2 separate regions of the Sus scrofa genome follow, and region 2 is linked to region 1. The links are chromatin contacts, called in public Hi-C maps. All regions are on one chromosome and are shown on one strand. Each heading gives the region's core, a stretch centred on a gene start, on an enhancer-like site or on the middle of the called end of the contact. The rest is flanking DNA. Distances are from core to core; before and after follow the strand shown. Region 1 has its middle 64 kb from the start of B3GNT2. Region 2 overlaps COMMD1 (COMM domain-containing protein 1).

Region 1 (6,015 bases), core at 229-2,728:
CCCAGGAGCACATTCCATTCAGGAAAAGAAAGAGTTCTCCAAGTAATCTACTGTCTTCTTTAGAAGGAGAATAGCAAGGAAGCGATTATGGCTACTTAACATTTAATTTCATGTGTGTGGTCTCAGAGATAATCATGCTGACCCCCTCGTGAGGCTTCATGAGGATTAGAAGAAACAGGAAAGGAGTTCCCGATGTGGCTCAGTGGTAACGAACCCAACTAGTATCCTTGAGAATGCAGGTTCAATCCCTGGCCTTGATCAGTGGGTTAACCATCCGGTGTTGCCATGGGCTGTGGTGTAGGTCACAGATGTGGCTTGGATCTGCCATTGCTGTGACTGTGGCGTAGGCTGGCAGCTACAGCTCTGATTTGACCCCTAGCCTGGGAATTTCCATATGCCACAGCCCTAAAAGGGGGGGGGAGAGACAGGGAATGCAAATACTTGGCAAGTTGCTGGCACATGTTAATAATTCAATCAATGTTAGCAATCATTATTTACACGTGTTCTATAAATGATGATACAATTAACATTGTAATCCCACACAAAAGAAAAAAGGCCCATGAATAAAGAATCACCCATTGTCTCACCATTACATATTTTCCTGGTTGTAATACCATAAAAATGCCATGCTGAAATCGGATTTTTATGCTTTTCCAGTGACAGAAGCATTCTTGTGAATCACAGACCATAAATGGAGATGTAAAAGGGCGGAAAGAAAGTCATTGCGCATTTTAATGCATTTTAACATGTAGCATTCTGTGATATTTTTAGATCACCACTCAGAGGAACTTGCTGTCATCTCCCTGTGGCATGAATTGCTTTTTCTCCAGAAGAAGGCCATTTGGCAAACACACTGAAACTCAAAGGAATGCTACCACCTTCTATTCTAATGAAGTACCTGAAGACTATTTAAAAAAACTTTGGAAACTAGGGCAATAATTTTTAATATGCTTTCCTATTTCTAATCATGGAAGAGCACACCCTCACAGGGTTTAAAATATAACCTGCGGTCTTGATTGTCACTTCACATCACATGACTGGAATTGAAGAGACCACCTCAGGGCTGAGACCTTGCTACAGACTGAATCGTGCCCTGTACCAGATTCATCGGTTGAATCCCCAACCCCTAATGGGATGGTATTTGGAGATGGGGACTTTGAGAGGTGATTAGGGTTCAGTGAAGTCATGAGGGTGTGGCCCCCATGAGGGGGAATACTACCACCCATAGCGCCCCCATGAGAGACACCAGGGAGCTCTCTCTCCCTGTGTAACACAAAGAAGAGAGCACGTGCAAGGCAGTGGCTGCGGACAGGGCAAGAGAAGGCGCTCAGAAGGCAACCTGCCTCCCTGGCACCTTCATCTTGAGCTTCCCAGCCTCTAGTAATTTCCGTTTGTTTAAGCCACCCAGTCTATGGTATTCTGTTATGGCAGCTTGAATAAACTAATACAGTCTGGGATCCTCCCGTATTCAAAGTCAGCAGAAAGGTTAACACTGAGCTTTCTTAGGTCAGCCTCTCCGTGCAAAGGGAAGCAAGTCTCCTTAGTGACAGTTGAGTCAATATAAGAAGTAAAGAACATTTGCGTAACACAGGCATATTTCAGAGACATTGCAGGTTGGGTTCCAAACCACCACAATACAGTGAGTCACATGAATTTTTCTGTTTCCCAGTGCACATAAAATTATGTTGAAACTATACTGTAGTCTATTAAAGTGTGCAGTAGCATTATGTCTTACACAAAGTACAGACCTTAATTTTAAAATGCTTTATGAGGGGAGTTCCCATTGTGGCTCTGTAGTTAATGAATCCAACTAGCATCCATGAGGACTTGGGTTCGATCCCTGGCCTCACTTAGTGGGTTAAGGATCTGGCGTTGCTGTGAGCTGTGGTGTAGGTCGAAGACGTGGCTCGGATCCTGTGTTGCTGTGGCTCTGGCGTGGGCCAGCGGCTACAGCTCCGATTGGACCCCTAGCCTGGGAACCTCCATATGCTGCAATGTGGCCCTAAAGAAAAAAAGACAAAAGCCCCCCCAAAAAAACAAAAACAACAACAAAAAAAACAAAACAAAATGCTTTATTACTAAAAAAAATGCTAACCATCATCTGAGCCTTCAGGGAGTTGTAGGAGAAACATCAAATGTCACTGATCACGGAATACCATAACAAACATAATAATGACAAAGTTTGAAACATTTCAAGAATTACCAAAATGTGACATAGAGACACGAAGTGAGCAAATGCTGTTGGAGAAATGGCACAGATAGGCTTGCCTGATGCAGGGTTGCCACAAACCTTCAATTTGTAAAAAATGCAGTATCTGCAAAGTGCAATAAAGAAAAACACAATATAATAAGGTGTGCCTGTGTTGCAAATGGAGCTTTGATGAAACCCAAAATTAATTTTATTTTAAGAAATTGCAATGTGCTGCTCAACTGTTCCTGATTCTTTGCTGTCTGAAGGAAGGAGCTGATGAATCCCCAGCCAGTGCAGGATATTTTGCCGTCTCAGGAGGTCTATGCTGCCACTTTGGCACTGACCACTTCAGCAGCTTCTGGGGGCCCCGTCATTTTGTGGTTCAGCTAAGAGACCTTTAGACCATGTCTGGAGTAGGATACAAATGATCTGTGCCTCTTGACCTTGAGGATAACTACATTCATCTCTAAAGGGTAATTCTTAGCTCTTTTTTTTTTTTTTCTTTTTCTTTTTGAGGAGGGGGACTCTGAGAGAAAGAATGTAACTATGGTAAAATTTGGAGTCATTTCCCTGAGAATGAGGTGACAGAAAAAAATTTTCCTCTTCCCTTCCTCCTTTTTGCTATGTATTTGTGTTGTGGGAGAAGGAAAGTTTGCTCTTTAAAACAGGAACTGGGAGTTCCTGCTGTGGCTCAGTGGTAACGAACCTAACTAGTATCCACAAGGACTTGGGTTCAATCCCTGACCTCCATCAGTGGGTTAAGGATCTGGCATTGCCATGAGCTGTGGTATAGATTGCAGACATGGCTGGGATTCTGCGTGGCTGTGTCTGTGATGTAGGCTGGCAGCTAAAGCTCCGATTTGACCCCTAGCCTGGGCACTTCCGTATCCCACACATGTGGCCCTAAATAGTGAAAAATAGATAAATAAATAAATAAAACAAGAACTGGAGTAATGCAGCACTGTAAGTCAACTATACTCCAATTTAAAAAAAAAAAAATTGAAGAGTTCCCTTTGTGGCTCAGTGGTTAACAAACCCGACGAGGATCCATGAGGATGCAGGTTCTGTCCCTGGCCTCGTTCAGCGGGTTAAGGATTCAGCATTGCCATGAGCTGTGGTGTAGGTCACAGATGTGGCTCGGATCTGGCATTGCTGTGGCTGTGGCGTAGGCTGGCAGATGTAGCTCTGATTAGACCCCAGCCTGGGAACCTCCATATGCTGTGGGTGCAACCCTAAAAATCAAAAAGCGGAAAAAAAAAAAAAAAAGCAAAAAGAAAAAGAAAATAAAGGGTTATTGCCATGGCAAAGATTCCATTTCTGGCTGCCACCTTCCCATTCTAGAGAAATGTCTTATTTTTTCTGAGGGGAAACGTTTCTTAGTCTGGGTGAATCCCTTGCTGGCCTCAGTGTTCAAGGTGGGCACTGACTTGCCCAGGCCAGGAGAGTGGGCAGCACCTTCCCAGTGAGGCGGGAAGAATTTTGAATAGAGGAGGGGCCCAGGGGCAGCAGGGAAGAGAAGGGAGGGCGGGCGGAGAGGTTTAGAGAAAGGAGAGTGGAGGACTTAATATCCAGGCTGCACAGAGGCAGACCCAGGAATGCTCCCAGGTTGGCATAGTGAACATGGTGGCTGGGCAGAGCTGCAAAGTGGCCTCTCTCCAGTGGTTATAAAGGCCGGCCACACACAGCCGCTTTGGACAAGTGACGGCTCTGTGAAATCAAGAGGGAGCTGGGTTCTGGGGGGGTAGGGCCAGAGAAGGAAACAGCCCCAGTGCCTGACATAGGCATTCACTGGGAAAAAGAAACTTGAGTGAGGCCAGAAGAAGGAAAAGGTCGAACCATTTAGATGCAGAGGTGAAGGACAGGGCCACTCCCTGAGGCTGAGGCTGTCCCAGCAGCCCTCGTCAGGTGTAATGAGGATGTGCTTTGACTTCTGGTGCCGGAACAATCCCAGCCAGAGTCCACAGGAGCGAGGACACAGCCAGGGCTGTGAGGACACAGCCAGGGCTAGTCTTGACAGTCCTGCTCATTGTCCTGGGAAGCATCAAGCCCCAAGTCTCAAAAGGAGTCCCAGGCGACCAGAGTGGTAGACTGACTCTCTGGTGGTCTAATTTTGGTGGTGCCAGAGGGCCTGGACTTGGCAGCCAGTCAGAGGGTCCTGTCTGCGCAGATGGTGAAGAGCCAGGAAGAAACCCAGCAGTCAGTGTGGCCTTCTGCAGCAAGTAGTTGTTATCTTTTTATTTTTTATTTTGCATTTTATTTTTAAAAATTTTTTATTTATTTTATTTAATTAATTAATTAATTAATTTTCTTTTTGCCTTTTCTAGGGCTGCTTCCTGCGGCATGTGGCAATTCCCAGGCTAGGGGTCAAATCAGAGCCACAGCCGCTGGCCTACGCCAGACCCACAGCAACTTGGGATCCGAGCCGTGTCTGCGACCTACACCACAGCTCACAGCAACGTTGGATCCTTAACCCACTGAGCAAGGCCAGGGATCGAATCCACAACCTCATGGTTCCTAGTCAGATTCGTTAACCACTGCGCCACGACGGGAACTCCAGTAGTTGTTATCTTTGGGGACAAGGCAAGGTGTGAAATACACAACACCCTAGCTGTGATAGGATCAAAAGCCAGACTGTTTTGATGCTTCTTAAATGCCTTCTGTTTATTCACTTTCATGTGTAGCAAAGTCATTTTGAAAGCCTGCCACGACTGGGTTAAGAATGTCAAAGCATAGTTTTCAAAAAGTTAAAAACATAGCTCTCCTACAAGCATACAGTGAGTCCTTGTCAAATATTTATTTAGTTTCTGAAGGAGGGAACCAGTGTGATGAAAACGCTGGGTCAAAGGAGAATAGACTGGAGTCTGTATGGTCCGTGAAAAGAAGAACGTGAAAAGAAGATGGCTGAGTTAGATATGGAATAGGTTCATGTCCTTATAGGGCAATCAAACTATAACCTTTGGGCTTATCTTTTCTACCAGACAGCATTTACATCTTTACTGGAAAAAAAGTCATTTGCAGAACATATCACTCTTTTAAACGTTAAATGTAACTTTACAGAGCCTGGCATAGGCAGCTGTAAATTGTAGGTCAAACAAGTTGCATCCCCTTAGAAAATCAGGTGACTCACAGGCAGGTTGTTATACAGAGTCATGTGGCTTTGAAAGGTTCAGAGAGTAATCTCTCTGCTGAATTTCCCATTTGTGGATAATTTTTCTTAAAGGGGAAGCAGGGCCCTAGACCTTTGTCCTCGCTTAGGTCAGACAACTAAAGAGGAACAGCAGAGGCGTTCCTGTTGTGGCTCAGCAGTTAACAAACCCAACTAGCATCCATGAGGATGCAGGTTTGATCCCTGGCCTCACTCAGTGGGTTAAGGATCTGGTGTTGCCATGAGCTGTGGTGTAGGTCAAAGACACAGCTTGGATCTGGCATTGCTGTGGCTGTGGCTGTGGCTGGCATCTACAGCTCCGGTTCGACCCCCTAGCCTGGGAACCTCCACATGCCTCGGGTGCGGCCCTAAAAGGACAATAAATAAATAAATAAAAACTTTAAAACTGTGATAAAATATATGTAACATAAAATTTACTCTTTTACGAGTTCTCTCGTGGTACAGTGGGTTAAGGATCCAGTGTTGTCACTGCAGCAGCTTGGGTAGCGGCTGAGGTGCAGGTTCTATCCCTGGCCTGGGAACCTCCACATGCTGCAGGTGTGGCCAAAAAAATTTTTTCTTACCATTTTAATCATTCTTTTTTTCTTTTTCATTTTAACCATTCTTAAGTGTACAATTCAGTGCTATTAAGTCAGTTCACATTGTCATGCAACCATTA
Region 2 (6,160 bases), core at 1,649-4,148, 260 kb before region 1:
TGCCACGATGAGAACTCCTGTAGCTTATTTATTTTAGAAATAATAGTTTGTACTTCTTAACCCCCATCCCTATTCGTTACTTTTGGGAGTTTAGATGATAACTCATGAGATATATTTCTACTCCTCTGAAGGACTGGCAAACAATGTTACTATTTTATGTTACTGGACATATACATGATAAAGCAGCAAATACAGATTGCCAGTTAGAGTTTGTGGAATATTTTAATCGGCTTAAATGACCTGTAATAAGGTGTTTTGTAAGCTTTTTCTTTCTTTCTTAATCTGTATTAATTGAAGATTGATTTTTGGTTCTCCTTTTCTCAAAGCAACTATTCTAGGTCTGAAAACTTGACTTAGGTTGAAGAGTTCCTAGGAAGGAATATTTTAAAGAAAATTTCTATCTTTGATTTACCTATCAAATATAGTCAATCCTGCTTACAGCTGGTTTCTACAAATTCAAGGATACAGAGGGACAACTGTACTATGCCATTTCATATAAAAGATTTGACCATTCTTGATTTTGCTGTCTCTGTGGACACCAAGGCACAACTGTATTTACTGAGCCCCTAATATGCTATACCCTGCTTTGTACACAAAATGAATGTCATAGCCCATGTTGTAAAGAGTCCTGTATTATATGGTAAATGCCATAAGAAAGGTATAAATGATGTGTTCTGCTGGAATAGATCCTTATTTGGTAATCTTTTTAAACCACAGAAATATGAAAAGCCAGGGTTTTGTTTTGTTTTGTCCTAATGAAACATCTATATCTTTGACTCTGTCTTTTAAAGTTTTTTTTTTTTTTTTTTTTTTTTTTTTTTTGGCCACCCCTGTGGCATGTGGAAATTCCTGGTCCAGGGATTGAACTTGCACCACAGCAGCAACCCAGGCTGCTGCAGTGACAATACTGGATTCTTAACCCTTTACATCACAAGGGAACTCCCTAATGCCTTTTTTTTTAAATTAATGACTTTTATTTTTTCCATTATAGTTGGTTTACAGTGTTCTGTCAGTTTTCTCCTGTATAGCAAAGTGACCCAGTCACACATACATATATATACATTCTTTTTCTCACATTATCCTCTACCATGCTCCATCCTTAATTCCTTTTTTAAAAAAGCCATATTGGGAGTACCTGCTGTGGTGCAGTGGATTAAGAATCCGGCTACAGTGGCTTGGGTCACTGCAGAGATACAGGTTTGAGCCCCAGCCCAGTGCAGTGGGTTAAAAGATCCAGCATTGCCACAGCTATGGTGTAGGGTTGCAGCTGCCAGCTCAGATTCAGTCTCTGGCCCGGAAACTTCCACATGTTGTGGGTGTAGCCATAAGAAAAAAAAAAAATATTTGTGACACATGAAAGTTATATGAAATTTAAATTTCAGTGTCCATAACAAAATGTATGGTTACTTTTGCTCTACAAGGGTGGAATTAAATAGTTACAACAGAGATGGGGTGGTTGGCAAAGCCTAAAATATTTACTCTCTGCCATTTACAGGAAAATTTGCCAATTCCTGCTGGATACACCAGTGTTGAATATATCACAGTATGCTTGCCCACTCTACTCTTGGTGGGGATTTGAGAAGTTTCCAGTTTTTGCCTTATTATAAGTAGAGGATACTACATTTTATCCTTAAAAATGTAAACTTTTTTTCTCATTATGTTTCTTCTATTGATTAGAGAACACTATTTATTTAGAACTTTACTTTCTTTTATTTTTGGCTGTGCCTGCAGCGTGTAAAAGTTCCCAGACCAAAACCCATGCCATAGCAGTGACCCCAGCCTCTGCAGTAACATCTCCAGATCTTTAACTTACTTTTGCCACAAGAGAACCCCAGAAAATTTTGAGTATATAGTATAATATTGCTAATTATAGGTATAATGTATATGTAGTACATAGCTAGAGCTTATTCATCTTGCTTAACCCAAACTTTATGCCTGTTGATTAGTAACTATAATTAGTAAATGCCCATTACCCTCTAGCTTCACCTTTCCACTCTTTGATTCTATGAATTTGACTATTTAGTTGTCTCATGTAAGTGGAGTCGTGCAATATTTGTCTTTCTTTGGTTAGCTTATTTCACATAATGTCCTCAGGATTCATCTGTGTTGTTGTATATTGCCATTTTTCTTCCTTTTAAGGGCTTAATGGTATTATAATAAGGTTGTATGAGAACCACTTTTGATCAGCTCACATATAGATTGATTTTATAATTTTTTGTGTGGTTTCATTGGGCAGTGTTTTGTCCTGACAAATAAGTTGGAGGTAGGAACCTGTGCCCTGAACTTGGGTTTCTTTTGAACTCCTTCATGATTGAAGCTGCTCTTTGAAGCTGCAAGTAATTAAATACATTTATATATTTTGCTCTTTAGTTTTTATATCTCATCATACATTTTTTTAGTTTATCCAATAGTTCTTTAAAGGTCTTATGAACTAATACAGCTAATGCAGTATTTATCTTTTCTCTTGTTCTTATTTTTCCTTTATTATTAAGTCATATTTCCATAGGGTCAGGACTTTATCTCCTGTTGTAGACCTATGAACTTCAGCTGGTAGTGGAGCTCTGGTTATAATAGAAGATGACCTCTAAGCAATTCTGTTTCTTGAACAGTATTTTTTTTTAAACATAAATGTTAATTTAGGTACTTGAGTTGGATAATACACTAATCATGTGCTCTTTCCCTAGAAAAGCCTTTATGGTCTGTCAAGAGAAAAAAGAACGGGTATTTCTTTACTTTGTAATTGCTTCTGGAGACTTTCCCACACTTCCATCCCTGAACTGGCCACAAAAATGTTCTTTTAGGAAAGGCTGAATTCTTTCTCCATGAAGTTAAAGGCTAATGTGTTGCTTGGAGTGTTTAATAGGAAGAAACTTTCATAGTACTTCATCATAGTTTTTTTTTTTTTCCTCTTTGCTGACAGAGACAGAAGTCTCTTCCAAACTGGAAGAACATAAAAGATGAGTAAGTTATTGGGGGAAAGTAACTTGGCAGAATGAAAGCTAGTTGGTAACGGTGAGCTTCTACTGCAAAAGAGTGTAATTTGGAAACTTCCTGAACATTGGGTGCTCTCCTTGTGGCATATAGCCTAGCCACTTAACAACAGATCCAAATCACTGTTTGATTATCTGAGGAGTAGAGGGAATCATAAACCTAAAAGGAAAACCCTGGGTTTACTCAGAAATATATTTTCTATATTTAATTATAATACTTGAGACAAACATTTGCAATCATTTAAAATACATTAAATTCTTGAGTTTAGTCATTTATAGAAATACTGAATTGTTAATGTAAATATATTCTATTGGTCATTTTTTCGGAGAATTAAACCAACTCAGCCTTATTTTGTGGGGGGAGAGATGATTGATGAGTTTGTTTTATCTTTCTTTACCTACCTGTTGTGTATGTGTGTATTTTTTTTGATTGAATGATTCTTTAAATCCTATAGTGCTTTACAGTTTTCAGAAGTTTCACATATGATTTTATATAATCCTATAATATCCCCCCTTTTCCCCAATACCCCTATATTGCCCCGCCCCCAACTGGTAACCCCTAGTCTTTTCTCTATATCTGTGATTTATTCACCGGTTTGTCATATTTCTTTAGATTCCGCATGTAAGTGATATCACATAGTACTTGTCTTTGGCTCTCTGACTTATATCATTTAGCATAATGCCCTCTACCATGTTGCTGAATATGGCAAAATTTCACTCTTTTTTAGGTCTGGGTAGTATTTCATTGTATGTAGGGGTGTGTGTGTGTGTGTGTGTGTGTATCATATCCCCTTTTTTAAAAAATGGAGGTATAGTTAATTTACAATGTTGTGCACATCTTAAAAAAATTTTTTTTTCTTTTTTTAGGGCTGCACCTGTGGCATATGGAGGTTCCCAGGCTAGAGGTGAAATTGGAGCTGTAGCTGCTGGCCTATGCCACAGACACAGCAACGCCAGACCTGAGCCATGTCTGTGACCTATACCATAGCTCACGGCAATATGGGATCCTTAACCCACTGAGTGAGGCCAGGGATTGAACCTGCGTCCTCATGGATGCTAGTCAGATTTATTTCTGCTGAGCCATAATGGAAACTCCTGTCTTTTGGGGTTTTTTGATGGTTTTCTTTGCTGTGCAAAAGCTCATAAGTTTGATTTAGGTCCCATTGGTTTATTTTTGTTTTTATTTCTTTTGCTTTGGGAAATTGAACTAAGAAAATATTTGTGTAGTTGATGTGAGAGAATGTTTTGCTTATGTTCTCATCTAGGAGTTTTATGGTGTCTTGTCTTTAAGCCATTTTAAAAATTTTAAATTTAATTTTATTTATTTATTTTTTGGGGTGAAGAAGAAAAAAATAGCTTTAGTGCTTTGCCAGGCAAAGAAAGGTCACAGCAGGCTAATGCCTCAGAGACTGTGCCCCCGCTTAGGAAAGATTGGGAGGTGGTTTTATAGTTTGGGGAGTGAAAAATAGGGCCACAGATAGGGATCAGGGCAGAGGCAAGCTTGCATTGTTTTCAGAGCTGGTGTTCAGTGGTCTGGTGGTCTTCTTTCTGGTGTCTGGACCTACTGAGGTTCAGGTTCTTTGCGCCTCCAAGCAGAAGGAATTCAGTGAGACACAAAGTGATAGGCAAAAATAGATTTATCAAGATAGGACACTTGTGAGAGATGCAGGTGGGCAGGCAAAGAGGCTCTGCCTTTAATCCATGTTGAGTTTACTTTTGTGCATGGTTGAGGGTGTGTTCTAATTTCATTAATTTTCCCAGCACCCCTTGCTGAAGAGACTTTTTCCCATTTTGTATTCTTGCCTCCCTTGTTGAAGATTAATTGGCCATAGGTGTCTGGGTTTATTTCTGGGTTCTCTATTCTGTTCCATTGGTTTGTATGTCTGTTTTTGTACCAGTACCACACTGTCTTAATTACTGTAGCTTTGTGTTATTGTCTGAAGTCTGGGAGAGTTATGCCCAGACTTGTTTTTTTGCCTCAGGATTGCTTTGTCAGTTCTGGGTCTTTTATGGTTCCATATAAATTTTTGGATTGTTTGTTCTAGTTCTGTGAAAAATGTCATGGGTAGGGAGTTCCCATTGTGGCTCAGTGGTTAACAAATCCAACTAGGAACCATGAGGTTGTGGGTTCGATCCCTGGCCTTGCTCAATGGGTTAAGGATCTGATGTTGCTGTGAGCTGTGGTGTAGGTTGCAGACATGACTCGGATCCCATGTTGCTGTGGCTCTGGCATAGGCCTGGACCCCTAGGCTAGGAACCTCCATGTGTTGCGGGTGCAGCCCTAAAAGCCAAAAAGCTAAAAAAAAAAAAAAAAAAAAAAAATCGTGGGTAATTTGATAAGATTGCATTAAACCTGTAGATTGCTTTGAGTAGTATGACCATTTTAATGATATTAATTCTTCCAATCCAGAAGCATGGAATATCTTTCCATTTCTTTGCATCCTCTTTAATATCCTTGATTAATGTTTTATAGTTCTCAGCATATAAGTCTTTCACCTCTTTGGTCAGGTTTATTCCCAGGTATTTAATATTTGGGGGTGGATTTTAAAAGGTATTGTATTCCTTTTCTAATATTTCTTTGTTAGTATACAGAAATGCTGTTGATTTCTGAATGTTAATCTTTTTTTTTTTGGGGGGGGGTTCTTTTTGCCATTTCTTGGGCCACTCTCATGGTATATGGAGGTTCCTAGGCTAGGGGGTCTAATTGGAGCTGTAGCTGCCAGCCTATGCCACAGCCACAGCAACTTGGGATCCGAGCCGCGTCTGCGACCTACACCACAGCTCATGGCAATGCTGGATCCTTAACCCACTGAGCAAGGCCGGGGATCAAACCCACAACCTCATGGTTCCTAGTCAGATTTGTTAACCACTGAGCCATGATGGGAACTCCCTGAATGTTAATCATGTATCCTGCCACTTTGTTGAATTTTTTGATCAGTTCAAGTAGTTTTAGTGTGGAGTCCTTAAGGTTTTCTATATATAATATCAGGTCATCTGCATAGAGTGACAGTTTTACCTCCTCTCTTCCAATTTGGATACTTTTCATTTTGTTTTTCTAATTGCTATGGCTAGGATTTCAATATTGTGTTGAATAAAAGTAGTGAGAGTGGGCATCCTTGTCTTCTTCCAGATTTGAGCGGGAAGACTTTCAGCTTTTCTCTGTTAAGTAT

What was found. A called contact is a pair of places that touch in the nucleus more often than the background predicts.
Region 2: a Hi-C map of embryonic fibroblasts shows a contact between it and region 1, with 4 times the contacts expected there. The contact joins two enhancer-like sites. A contact is called at or near these places in 1 of 47 Hi-C or Micro-C datasets (embryonic fibroblasts) and 1 of 2 datasets of contacts at active chromatin or transcription factors (alveolar macrophages).

Annotation. Positions count from the first base shown.
Region 1 is chr3:79,637,239-79,643,253 of Sscrofa11.1, reverse strand. No RefSeq gene overlaps it. Among named protein-coding and RNA genes, the nearest start is that of B3GNT2, 64 kb to the left of the region's middle. Within about 2 kb of position 1,478, at least 16 of the 83 cell types and tissues checked have an H3K27ac peak or open chromatin away from gene starts, as enhancers often do. A contact at or near this core is called in embryonic fibroblasts, where this site is marked.
Region 2 is chr3:79,893,684-79,899,843 of Sscrofa11.1, reverse strand. The region is part of intron 1 of COMMD1 (COMM domain-containing protein 1); the gene reads left to right. Among named protein-coding and RNA genes, the nearest start is that of COMMD1, 17 kb to the left of the region's middle. Within about 2 kb of position 2,898, at least 3 of the 83 cell types and tissues checked have an H3K27ac peak or open chromatin away from gene starts, as enhancers often do. A contact at or near this core is called in embryonic fibroblasts, where this site is marked.